4 separate regions of the Mus musculus genome follow, and all the other regions are linked to region 1. Evidence: chromatin contacts called from public Hi-C and HiChIP or PLAC-seq data. All regions are on one chromosome and are shown on one strand. The core of a region is the stretch at or near the end of the contact, and the rest is flanking DNA. Distances in the headings are between cores, read along the strand shown. Region 1 holds the start of Efnb2 (ephrin B2). Region 2 has its middle 120 kb from the start of Gm24288. Region 3 has its middle 380 kb from the start of Gm24288. Region 4 has its middle 350 kb from the start of Gm24288.

What was found. Hi-C and Micro-C count contacts between places; a contact is called where the count stands out from the background. HiChIP or PLAC-seq counts read pairs in DNA pulled down with a chosen protein or histone mark.
Region 2: an H3K4me3 HiChIP or PLAC-seq map of neural tube shows a contact between it and region 1, with 34 times the contacts expected there. The contact joins the enhancer-like site here to the promoter of Efnb2 in region 1. A contact is called at or near these places in 9 of 39 promoter capture datasets (the 3T3-L1 cell line, 3T3-L1-derived adipocytes, cranial neural crest and 5 more), 3 of 484 Hi-C or Micro-C datasets (3T3-L1-derived adipocytes, adipose-derived mesenchymal stem cells and embryonic fibroblasts) and 7 of 115 datasets of contacts at active chromatin or transcription factors (astrocytes, embryonic forebrain, embryonic hindbrain and 4 more).
Region 3: an H3K27ac HiChIP or PLAC-seq map of embryonic brain shows a contact between it and region 1, with 20 times the contacts expected there. The contact joins the enhancer-like site here to the promoter of Efnb2 in region 1. A contact is called at or near these places in 5 of 39 promoter capture datasets (cranial neural crest, frontonasal cranial neural crest, maxillary cranial neural crest and 2 more), 5 of 115 datasets of contacts at active chromatin or transcription factors (embryonic brain, embryonic forebrain, embryonic limb bud and 1 more) and 1 of 9 other capture datasets (embryonic stem cells).
Region 4: a contact with region 1 is called in a Hi-C map of embryonic fibroblasts, with 15 times the contacts expected there. The contact joins the enhancer-like site here to the promoter of Efnb2 in region 1. A contact is called at or near these places in 17 of 39 promoter capture datasets (the 3T3-L1 cell line, 3T3-L1-derived adipocytes, the HPC-7 cell line and 10 more), 3 of 15 datasets of contacts at CTCF or cohesin (the NIH/3T3 cell line, large pre-B cells and stem cell-derived epiblast-like cells), 126 of 484 Hi-C or Micro-C datasets (the 3T3-L1 cell line, 3T3-L1-derived adipocytes, the AML12 cell line and 74 more), 27 of 115 datasets of contacts at active chromatin or transcription factors (the NIH/3T3 cell line, PVALB interneurons, VIP interneurons and 21 more) and 4 of 9 other capture datasets (adipose tissue, embryonic stem cells, liver and 1 more).

What each region holds. Positions count from the first base shown.
Region 1 is chr8:8,659,813-8,662,512 of GRCm38.p6, reverse strand. Efnb2 (ephrin B2) reads left to right here and starts at 1,271. Exons shown (of 5, transcript NM_010111.6): 1 at 1,271-2,029. The coding sequence starts at 1,899.
Region 2 is chr8:6,338,947-6,341,646 of GRCm38.p6, reverse strand. No RefSeq gene overlaps it. Among named protein-coding and RNA genes, the nearest start is that of Gm24288, 120 kb to the right of the region's middle. Within about 2 kb of position 1,361, at least 7 of the 459 cell types and tissues checked have an H3K27ac peak or open chromatin away from gene starts, as enhancers often do. A contact at or near this core is called in neural tube and second pharyngeal arch cranial neural crest, where this site is marked.
Region 3 is chr8:6,605,707-6,608,406 of GRCm38.p6, reverse strand. No RefSeq gene overlaps it. Among named protein-coding and RNA genes, the nearest start is that of Gm24288, 380 kb to the right of the region's middle. Within about 2 kb of position 1,381, at least 29 of the 459 cell types and tissues checked have an H3K27ac peak or open chromatin away from gene starts, as enhancers often do. A contact at or near this core is called in embryonic brain and embryonic forebrain, where this site is marked.
Region 4 is chr8:6,573,411-6,576,110 of GRCm38.p6, reverse strand. No RefSeq gene overlaps it. Among named protein-coding and RNA genes, the nearest start is that of Gm24288, 350 kb to the right of the region's middle. Within about 2 kb of position 1,395, at least 7 of the 459 cell types and tissues checked have an H3K27ac peak or open chromatin away from gene starts, as enhancers often do. A contact at or near this core is called in the C2C12 cell line, embryonic fibroblasts and tail fibroblasts, where this site is marked.

The sequences.
Region 1 (2,700 bases), core at 22-2,521:
TTCTTAAAGCTGTATTTTGGTGTGTTCAATACATTGTGTTTTGGTCTTAAACGAGTTTTTCCAAACCAATTCGTAGTTGCAGTATACACTAACTTACATTAAGGTTTTTGAAAGTCAACACTTTTTAAAGCTCGAAATTTGTTTTAAAGAAGGATGAAGGGGGCGGGGGGGGTGTTGGGAGTAGTTAGTAACTAAATCATGGGGCTTGTTTTTAAAGATATCGGTGTGGAAACTGCTTAGTTCCATTTGAAGAAGTTCTGGTATTGATGGACAGCATTGTAAGAAGAGACGTGGTTAATTTTTGCTGGGCCATGGGCTGTACATGGGACTGTGCCTTCCACCTACTTTGTTCTCTCTGATAACGGGCATCTTAAGCAAGTGGTTTTCGACTTGGGAATATCTGGATCCTTAAGATTTGATCCTGTAACCGGTAGGCTTGTTCTGAAGTACGGAGAGGCAAAAGTGGGCGCTAGTGGGCGCTGTGGATCCGTAGAAGTCACAGCCGTGGTTCAGTTTTTCAAAATCGGTCTTGGGCAAGCAACCGAGTATCACAACTGCCACTTCTCTGACTGATAGTTGTCCGGGTCACACCTAACTTCCTGGCCACTGTGGGGTCGCGGGGTGTCCCGGGAGCTAGTGAAGAAAAGTCCTCCCAGACGTTGGTAGTGGAGCTTTGGAGGCGCTGTTCTTGCGGGGAGAGGACCGGAAAGGGAGCGGGCGCACGGAGTTGGGTCTCGGGGTCGGGAAGGGCGGCAGACTGGCTCGCACTGCCGGTGGGCTGCTAAGGCTCTCAGCCTCGTGAGAGTCTGATTTGAGTTGCGTCGGACCGGGCCGGAACACTTGGTGCCAGAATCAAGTTAGAAGGCCCTCAGTTAATGGCTCAGAGGGATCCGCCAAGTACCAGGGCGCCATACGCGCGAGGGGCGGCAGGGAGCGAGCGCCACAAGGCGGAACGCTGCGTCCACCACGTCTCGCCCTATCCTAGCGAGGGCACTCGCCAGCACAGGCACTTGCCGGGCGAGGTGACCCTGCTGGTGCGAGTGGCTAAGAGGCGACCAACCCTGTGCCCGGCGCCCAGCGGGGCTCGTCCTGGGGGCGGGGCTCACCTGTCAGGGGCGCCCTACCTCTGGGTGCCCAGTGTCGGGTAGGGGGCGGCAGACTGACGGGAATGCTGCCCAATCAGCGCGCGCTCGCGGCGCGGCGAGCCAATGGGCTGCGTTTGACTGGGCGGGGCCCCGCGTTTATAGTGCTCTGACAGCGCGCCCGGCGCGCTGACTCTCCGCGGCGGGGACAGAGGCACCGGTCGGATCGCGGAGCTGCGCGCAGAGCGGGTCCTGGCGCCCTCCCCGCACACAAAGGCCCGCGCGCGTCAGACGCCTGCGGGGGTTCCAGTGCTCTCCTGACTGCTTAGTGGCCGCGAGTTGCGAGGATTCAGGAGGCGCCCTTTATCTCTGCGCTCCAGGACATGGAACCGCGCCGACGCGGCGCTCGCTTGCCCGGGCCACTGCCCGCTGTCCTGGATCTATAGTCAGGCGGCCCCTCTCGGGGAGCAGCACCCGCCGCCTCACACCGACTCGTCTCTCCGCTGCGGGCCTTTGTCCCGGCCCAGTGCCCTCGCCGCGCCCGCCCTCCGCGGCTGGCCCGGCACCCTGGAGCCGCACGGGAGCCGACTGTCCCAGCTGCGTCCGGCGCAGCGCCCCGGAGCCCCGAGTCCGCCGAGCCGCCGCGCCCCGCGCGTTCGACCCCACCCCGCGCGCTGAGGGACGCGCAGGGTGAGCGCACCTGGCCTCGGCGACCGCGGGAGCGGCGCGGCGTGTCCGCCCCGGAGGATTGGGGGTCGCTGCCCGCGGCCGGTCCCAACGCGTCCCGGAGTGCGCAGAACTGGGAGCGGCTTGGGCATGGCCATGGCCCGGTCCAGGAGGGACTCTGTGTGGAAGTACTGTTGGGGACTTTTGATGGTTTTGTGCAGAACTGCGATCTCCAGATCGATAGTTTTAGAGCCTATCTACTGGAATTCCTCGAACTCCAAGTAAGTGGTGTCCACGAGCCTTCTCTCTTCCGCGGTGCCCTCGGCCGGCGCCCGGGGTACGCTGTATGGTCCGGGCGGGAGGAGGCCTTGGACCCTGTTTCTAGAACCTGGGGCTCCTGTCCCCTATCCCCCACCCTTCCACATTTCTCTAGGTGGGGACCGGTTGATCTTGAGAGCGCGGGTTCCAAGGGTACTCTAATTAGGCTCCAACCTCAAGTGCTCTAGGAGTCCCAAAGCCCTGGCGACTTGGTGGCATGCCCGGTAAGGTGTCTGATGGCGCTACCCGGCCTCCTTTCTTTTTCGAGGACGGAGGACGTTGCCACTAACGGGGCTACAGACACACATTGGCGGGCTCCGAGAGATGCTGCGCTTGCGAGGAGCGCGGGAGCCACGGGCCGGGGCCCAGCGAGAAGGCGACAAGAACTGAGAGTCTGGGGTGGTGGAGCGTCCCTTAGAGGAAGGGAGCTGGGCCCGGGGCGTCCCTGAGCCGGGATACCTCGGCGCCTTCTTGCTAGCCCGAATGTGCGCGGGGAGCTCGATGGCTCAGCCAGAGAGCTCAGGCGGCGAGCTCTCTGCATGTCGGCCTCTCCCTTCGCGTCGGAACTGGTGGTCTAGGTCCAGTGCGGCGCGGTCCACTTAGGTGGCTTAATTTTAACGACGCCTTCAGGGCC
Region 2 (2,700 bases), core at 112-2,611, 2.3 Mb after region 1:
TTCTGAGGTTTCAGACCATCATGCTCCCTTCCAACTTTTTTATGGCCCCTCTCAGCAACCCTCCATCAACCACTCTCATGCACCATGCTAAAGAACTGGTAGCCTATTTTACTTTGGTTATTATTGTTGCTGTTGTTGTCGTCATTGTTGTTGTTATATACATTTTTATTAGTAAAGTTTGGTATATGCTTTAAGGCTGATCATTTCGCAATGGACAAGCAGTGAATGGCTTATTCCGGGAGAGGCTGGTTTTTCTTATCCCCTGCGTCTAACACCAAGAAAATTTCTCTCTTGCATGTTAACATGTCCATTGATAAAGCCATTGTTCCAGTCTAATAAATGCAGCTAATTCCAGGAAACTGCACAGAAGACCTGGTATTTTGATAATCTTTCCAGCCCCTTTCCAACAACCTTCTCTGAGCCATAGAAGCAAGAGCTATGATGTGAATCCACTGTGGCTAGGATTCCACAATATGCTGATCTCTCCTTTCAAACATTTCTAAAGCAGTTTATCTGTTTGAAATCATGATTGTTGTTTCCCTTTTAATCACGTCTTTATTAATTGTAAGAAGTCCCCAGTCCAGAACATTTCTCGGACAAATTCAGCCTTAGCTTTATCTTCCCTGACCTATTGGACCCAGGAACAAGTGCCCTGTTCTCTGCATGGAAGAGCCTCAGTCAGATTTGATATTACCCTTCTTATTCCCTTTTATAAGATTAATGTCTGTGATAAATTAGTATGAGTTTTTTGAATCCTGAAAGATTTATATAACAACTACCACCACCAATAACATAGGTATAGAAATCAGTTCAAATATAAATAATTCTGATGGGAAGACAGTGAGGTGCTTTATCTAGATGAAGAGTCTTCTTATCCATTCAGTACAATCTAAAAGCCATTAGCCTTCACCTCTCATACGCTAGCCCTGTGGTTTGGCATAGGGCCATAAGGAGTAAACCAGAAACACATGTGATAATGAGGAATCTATTGATGTGTTTCCCCTCTGTGTAGCAGTACAGACAACAGAATGTTGAAGAAAGCATCTTCTCCTGTGGTTATTTCAATTGAATAAGCATAATTTTAGCATGAAGCCATTATAGAAATGCTTTGGTTCTGGGAAGCTGTGTATTAGAAATATGATGAGCGTGTTGGAAGATGTTCAGCACTGAACATCAGGAGTAATTAAGGGAATGGAGAGATTGATTTATGAGAAAAGCTTAAAGGAGCTCAATCTGTTTAGCTTGGCTAACAGACAACGAAGTAGGGGACATGGTAATTGTTTACAAGTACTTACAGGATGTAAATATCAAGGCTGAGGGAGAAGTGCCCAGGCTGACATCAGAAAGCTTGAACCACTCCCAGTTAATAAAGAGGAAATTGATGTTGACAGCCATCCAGTGTTCAGTGAGAGATGAGGCCTTTAGGCAGAAACTGCCTCTCAGGAAAAAGGGAAAAAATAAAATCTGGGATATTTAAATGTGAAATGACATTTTTTTTCAACTATTGCAGTTTTGCATTCCTTATCAACTTTATTCAGTGATTATTTAAATTGCACCATCGTCTGTGCTAATGTGAATTTCTACATGGTTCAGATGAACCACAATATTCTTGAAAGGTATTACATAAAGTTTTGTAAACACGTATGATATGTGATTTTATGCTCAAGATAACTTTAAAATGTCCAACTTACATGTTTTATCTACTCTTAGAAATGCTTTATTAGCAATAATTCTATACTCATGCATTACAAAATATGAATATATTATTATCATGTTTTTTCACTCACTTTACTTTTTAAAAAGGCCATCAAAATTATCTTTAATTCCAGCAATATAGGAGCAACCATCTTTGATTCATGCACAGATGAGGAAAATTTTATGTACTTGCTTTTTTATTGTAATCATACTAAAACATAGAAAAAATCATATTTGTTGAATTTTGAAACCAGTTCTCCTGTAGCCCAGGGAGGACAGTCTTCTACTTGGTGTGCATCTAAGGCTGACTCTGAATTCACTGTCCTCCTGCTTCTGCCTCTCAAGTTGTGACATTAATTACATGTGTCACCAAAAGTAGATAAACATTTCATGTGTGGTTTTACTTATGTTTTTCTGTAACACCTGAGATTAAGCCTGGGCCTCAGACCTGCCATGGTTGGAAAAAACATGAAGAAACTTTTTAAGCAGGAGCGAAGTATCTTGAAACCCTCTCTTTAAACAAATAATCATAATTAAAAGATAATAATTCAAATATTTCTTACAACTAAACTACACCAATTAAAAATCAGTATGTAATCTTAGGTGTTAATTGAAATTTATAATAATATTAATATAGACATGCTCCTTAAATTAATTAAAAAATTGAGGCAACTTACATGAATTTAAAATTACTTTATCTAAAAACATAGAAACATGATAGTTAATTAACTCATAAATAGGTTACAAAACAGGTTTGTGAATTAGAAAATATATATTCCTAAACTAAAGTAAGTAAAATTGATTTAGCACTCTAGCAACTTTAGTGTACCTTATATATATATGTGTGTGTGTGTGTGTGTGTGTGTGTGTATGAATTTATTTTTCTGCTTCCACCAAATATAAATACCAATTGTATCATTTTTATATTATTTGCATTTTAAATCCGCATTGCATACTTAAAAATATTTAAGTTATATCTTAACTCTGTCACCCTTTAAAATTATG
Region 3 (2,700 bases), core at 132-2,631, 2.1 Mb after region 1:
GAGTAGTTGGCCAACAAAATGTGTGTGTGTTTTTTGTTTGGAGTAGTTTTAATTATCTTTGGCATATTTTGGGGGGATCTTGTTGAACTTTTGTTGTTTTAATTTTCATGTTTTCTTTTTCTTTTTATGGTTGGTTGAGTAGGTAGATGGAGGAGTATCTGGTACTGACTCAGGGAAGGTAAAACGTGATCAAACTATATTGTATGAAAAATAAATATAAATCATGTGTCCATAAAGATATGTTCATCTGTTTTGAATAAGTAAATCAACAAAACGGGCTGAATGTTCCCTACGTTTTGAAAAGAGCACTTTCTGACACTGCAATTTGGAAGGCTGCTTTATCTGTTCTTATGAATAAACGTATGCATTTGAAAAACATTCTCAAGTGTGAGAAACCGAGATAAGAAGTGTATATAGGGTAATTTTTAGATGTGAATTGTAGGTTATGGGTGCAGACTCCCTGTATCACGACTGACAGGAAAATATTTAGAGACAAGATTGATTGAAGCTGAAATATGGAAGGGCACAGTAAGTTATAAGAAGGGGTTGCATTTTGATTTATTGTTAGTTCAGACTCCACATAGTTCGCAAAAGTGGCAATCAGAAAAGTATGAGGTAGGATCATTGAACGTATAGAATTTATTTAAAATGCAAAAGGTAAAAAAGAAAAGAAAATAGAAAGAGAAAAAAGAAAAGAAAGACCTGGGGAAACTATGACTTGTACTATCCATTCCTCAACACTTAGAATTAATTCCTTTGGGAAAGAAATATTCTGAGATTCAATGCCATCTAGGAGTGAAAGGTGAAAGTTTTAATTAACTGCCTTAGAGCTTATCCTTGCAAGATGGAGGTATTTAGCTCAAGTGGTGCGAAGAGCTCTTAAATTATTCTGGCAATTGAGTTTTCATCCTTTTTGTTCCATATTGTAAAATCCACTAATGGCTAAACACACCCACGAACTTGGACTTTCTACTCTCTGAACAGCAGGGGAATAGATCTGCCGCTGATGCAATGCTCCCTGCCGTGTGGACAGAATCTTCACACTTCCTGAGACTCATGCATATGCTAACAAGGAGAGTGTGAATTAATCAGAATGACTACCCTCACCGAGGCCAAGCTCTTTCAGCTCTTAGAAAGAAGGAGGCCCAGAGAAGGATTAAGAAAATTAAAAGGTAAAATGAAAGAGAGTAAGACAAATCAATTGTGAACGTTTCCCCTCATCAAATGAGGGCAAAAGCTAATGCAATGATCCACAAGCATCTACAGCAGATTACTTTAGAAAAGGAGGAAATATGAGATAACAACAGCAGATGGGGGAGGGGCGTAGTTAGCTCCTCTCCTTCCAATTCAGACAGCAGCCTCTAAAAATGGGAAAGCCACAACAGGAAGTTGAATAGCAAGAACTCTCCAGGCAGGTTTCAAGAGCAAACACGGGTTACTCGGCTTACTCGCTGACTGTGTGCAACCCACTTTCTGTGCTTTGGGATTCATGTCTTAATAAGCAATGATTGGTTTGAGAAAAGCACAGTATTAGGATTTTTTTCCCTTATTATAAGTGACAGATGTCCTAAAAATTACATGGACTCTGGACTGAGACTCTAATATCTTCAGTACATTTATGAAGTCTAATGCATATACTTCCCTAAGCAGTTGCTCCTCAATGTTTCTTTAAGAGACTGGCAAATTATTAATGGAGAATCCAAGGTCCTAAGATGGGTGTAGCAAATCAAAATCTATAGGTTAACATAATGTCTGATAACTTAAATATGTTCCAAGTTTGAGAGGTGCTTTTGTAGTGGGTCACATATATGGCCTTGTTTGCAATGCTCAGTGTCCATGCATAAGACTTTATCAAATATTTTAAATGAATAAAATTTTCTGCTTTTGAACTCTGCTCATACACAACCATTAAATGCATTCCTTTGTAAGTCAAGACTTTCTGAACCAACCAACCAACTAAACAAACAAATAAAAAAGAATTTCTTAAAAAGATCAGCTAGATATACAATGGATGAAGGCTCTTGCTGTCTACCTTGAATCTCAGTTTTTCAGAATGTACATATGGTAGGTAGATAACCAACTTCTTCAAGTTATTCTCTTACCTACATATACACATACAATAGATAAAGTAAAATATAAATACAATGAAGTAAAAGAAAAAAACTTTCTTGAGGACTTTCTACATAACAATTACATACATAGAATGTACATATTGTAGAATTACATAGAATTACAATTGTAGAATATGCTAGATCCCTCCCTTAGCTTAACAAGCTGATAAACCAGGTTAATTGAAGAGCATGCTGAACCCAGACAGGACATCACTCTAGTTCCACTCCACGGCCTTTCATGCCCTTTGCCTCTTTTCATTGTTCTTACTCTTGTAAAAGAACACACTCGATGGAGAAATGACATCACTGCACCATAATCAAAGAGTTTTAACCAGAAAATAAACAACCCTATCCATTGAGAGCAGCAATTGGACCTTGGACAGTAATGTGACATTGTTCAGTTTGTCTACTTTCTGCATTAAATAATTCTTCATGCTACATAACAGCTGTTTAATTTCTTTCTGAATACATTCTTCAGTTTTTCAGCTAATTTAATTCTGTAACATGAAGAGTGAGTCATTCTATAAAGGGGATGGACAGTTGTCATTTGAAGACATAGACATTTTACATGTGAATCCGGCAAGAGGAA
Region 4 (2,700 bases), core at 146-2,645, 2.1 Mb after region 1:
TGGTGGGAAAAAAAATCTAACTGTCTGAATATGGGGATTAAATACTCTTAAGACTTGGAGGTCAATGTGTTTAAACTGAAAGTAGGGAAATAAAAGTATACCTCTTAATGTAGACTTAAATATGTTCATGTGACTTAAAAAATTTAGGGAGGGTGGCATTTAAATGTGTGTGTGTGTGTGTGTGTGTGTGTGTGTGTGTATGTAATAAAAACTTAGAAGTGGAATGAAGTATTGATATAGCTTATTTGTCTAAAAGGATTATTAATAAAACTGATTTATACAAATGATTTTTTAAACTCAGTGTTTTCATATTAATAATAACTGGGGAAAGTCACCATCAGAACTGAAGTGTTGCTTCATGTCCTACTTTTGAAGTGAATACTTTTTTGGTTTCATTTTGCCTATTATTATATTTATGTGCAGTGTTAATTGAGCTGTTCAGGATATTTTTAAATCATAAGTAAACAGGAATCTAATGTACTGGGCAGGCAGGGAGCTCACATGGGGCGACCTACTGTATCTTCTTGGAGTAATTTTTAAGTTAGGAAACTGCTGCTCATAGAAATGCTTGTGCTTTGGAGTCTCTGCCAGCATGCATAGGACACTGACGAGAAAACAGGGAAGTCTCCTTTTAATTTGCTCCATGGTAATGGGGGTCCCAGTTTGAACCTCAGGAAAATCAAATAGGGTAAGAAACGGTGTCCAGTAGACAAAGGGAGTGCAGCCAGGCTGCTGTACATGGATTCCTAAGTTATTTCCTTGTCAGTCTAGAGAGTGTCAGGAATGCCCAGGCAGCATTTGGCAGACTGCAACAAAACACCGCAGAACAAAGATGTGACATGAAGTTTGGTCTATTTTATTTTATTTTTCCTGAGGAACATTCTGCTTTGTTCCCATTATCTAATAATCAAATTATTTACTTCATAGAGGTGGGGCATGGATTATTACGTTTTCTTCGGAAAGTACAGTGCAGTTATTACCCTAAAATTTTCTCAAAGTAGAATAAGAAGCAGTAGAAAATAATTTGTTAATCCTCAGACATCTGAAACACTCGAAGCTCTTCCTATGATTCTCCGAAAAGCAGAAATGTCAGCAAATTAAAAGGAAAGATATTTGAGACACACAAACACACATATATACTAAAGGGAATTTCCAGTCTGCTGGCAGTTTGTCTTTCACAGCTCAAGTGTTTGGAAGCCAGAATATATAATATTAGGAAAATTTCACAAGAACTCGGGTGCCCCTTCTAAATTGGAATATATAACCAAGAAAGAATCAAATAAAAGAAAACTTCAAAATGTAAATTTATGGGTGATCTCTGCCTTTCCACTGTGGGCCACAGCTCTTGCTAACACAATGCGTTCCTGAAGTCTCAGTGATGATTTGAGTGTTCAGAGGACCCATGGCCCTGAACTGTGGCATGTAAGGAATTGAAAGAGGTTAAGTTCCTTTGTGGAAGACTCGGTTGCTTTCCCAGTTTTCCAGATGTCTGGAACCTTTCTCTTTCTTCTGCCTTGTTCTTAAGTTTCTGTAACAACACCATATTTTCTTTCTATTATGAAACAAAGTTTCCACAAATGTGCTAAAGCAACCTGCACGCCATAGATTGTAGTGCCATGAGTCAGAAGTCTCTGCTTGCTTAGTTGACCTAAGGTCTCAGGAAGTTGAATTCAAGGTTTAGCTAGAGAGAGCTCACCAGAGCTCTATGTATCCTTCCAAGTATAGCCCCCTATGGAGAAGCTCCTTTTCCCGAGTCTAAAACCTGCTAATTCATCTAGGAACTAAGGTAAGAAGCAGGTCCTTACTGTCAAATCAACTTTTGGGTTGGTTCAATCAGCCTGAGAAAACACTGCTTCCCAGGAGCACCTTGACCTGGCTTTGCTTACTCAAGGACTCTACATCATAGGTGCCTTCTTGGTATTTTAACTTCATCTGCATTCATTATCCAGATACTAAGGTTATCTATAGAGTTTTGCATATAACAGAGAGTTAGAGCTTCCTCCAAGCAACAGTCAACTTACCCCTCACACATACTTGTAATTTCCCCTACCTATTAGGTTGCTCTAGTCCCCTGTAAAACAAAATCTTTTTTCTCTCTCTTTTTGATCCTAAAACCATATGCATAATTTTGGTTTTGCTGTGCTAACGTTTTAAGGTAAGAAATAAAGACAGTACATCAGTAAATGAATAAAATTCTAACAGGTAGTCCTTGGACTTTTAGTGTACAAACAATACTTCAAGGAAACACATTCAGATATTTGTCTTGATGTAATGCAGTTTCTCTTGGCACATTCTCCAAACCTCCATTCTCTTCTTTCATACAACCTCTTGAAGTCCAGGTCATCTAAAATAACTTGGGTTTAGATAACATCATCTTTCATATCCTTGTGGATTTTAGTGATCTTTCCCCAACAGCAGCTGCAGCGATGAGTCAGGAGGGTGTAACAAAATGTCTAGTTTTCTCCTTCCTCGTTACTTTTCTAATATTTTCTGTAGGCTTTCTATTTCTATGGGTCCTTGTGAGAGGTTATTTGGAGAGGCCACCAGTGTTGGAATGAGCATGACAGTGGGAAACGTTAAACCAGAACCTTCATCTTCCCTTCAGTTTTCATTCCCTTTACAGACCCCCACTATTTCTATTTGATAAAACTGAGTTAGAACATGAAGAAGGAACTAGGTCCATGAAGGGACAACTCTATA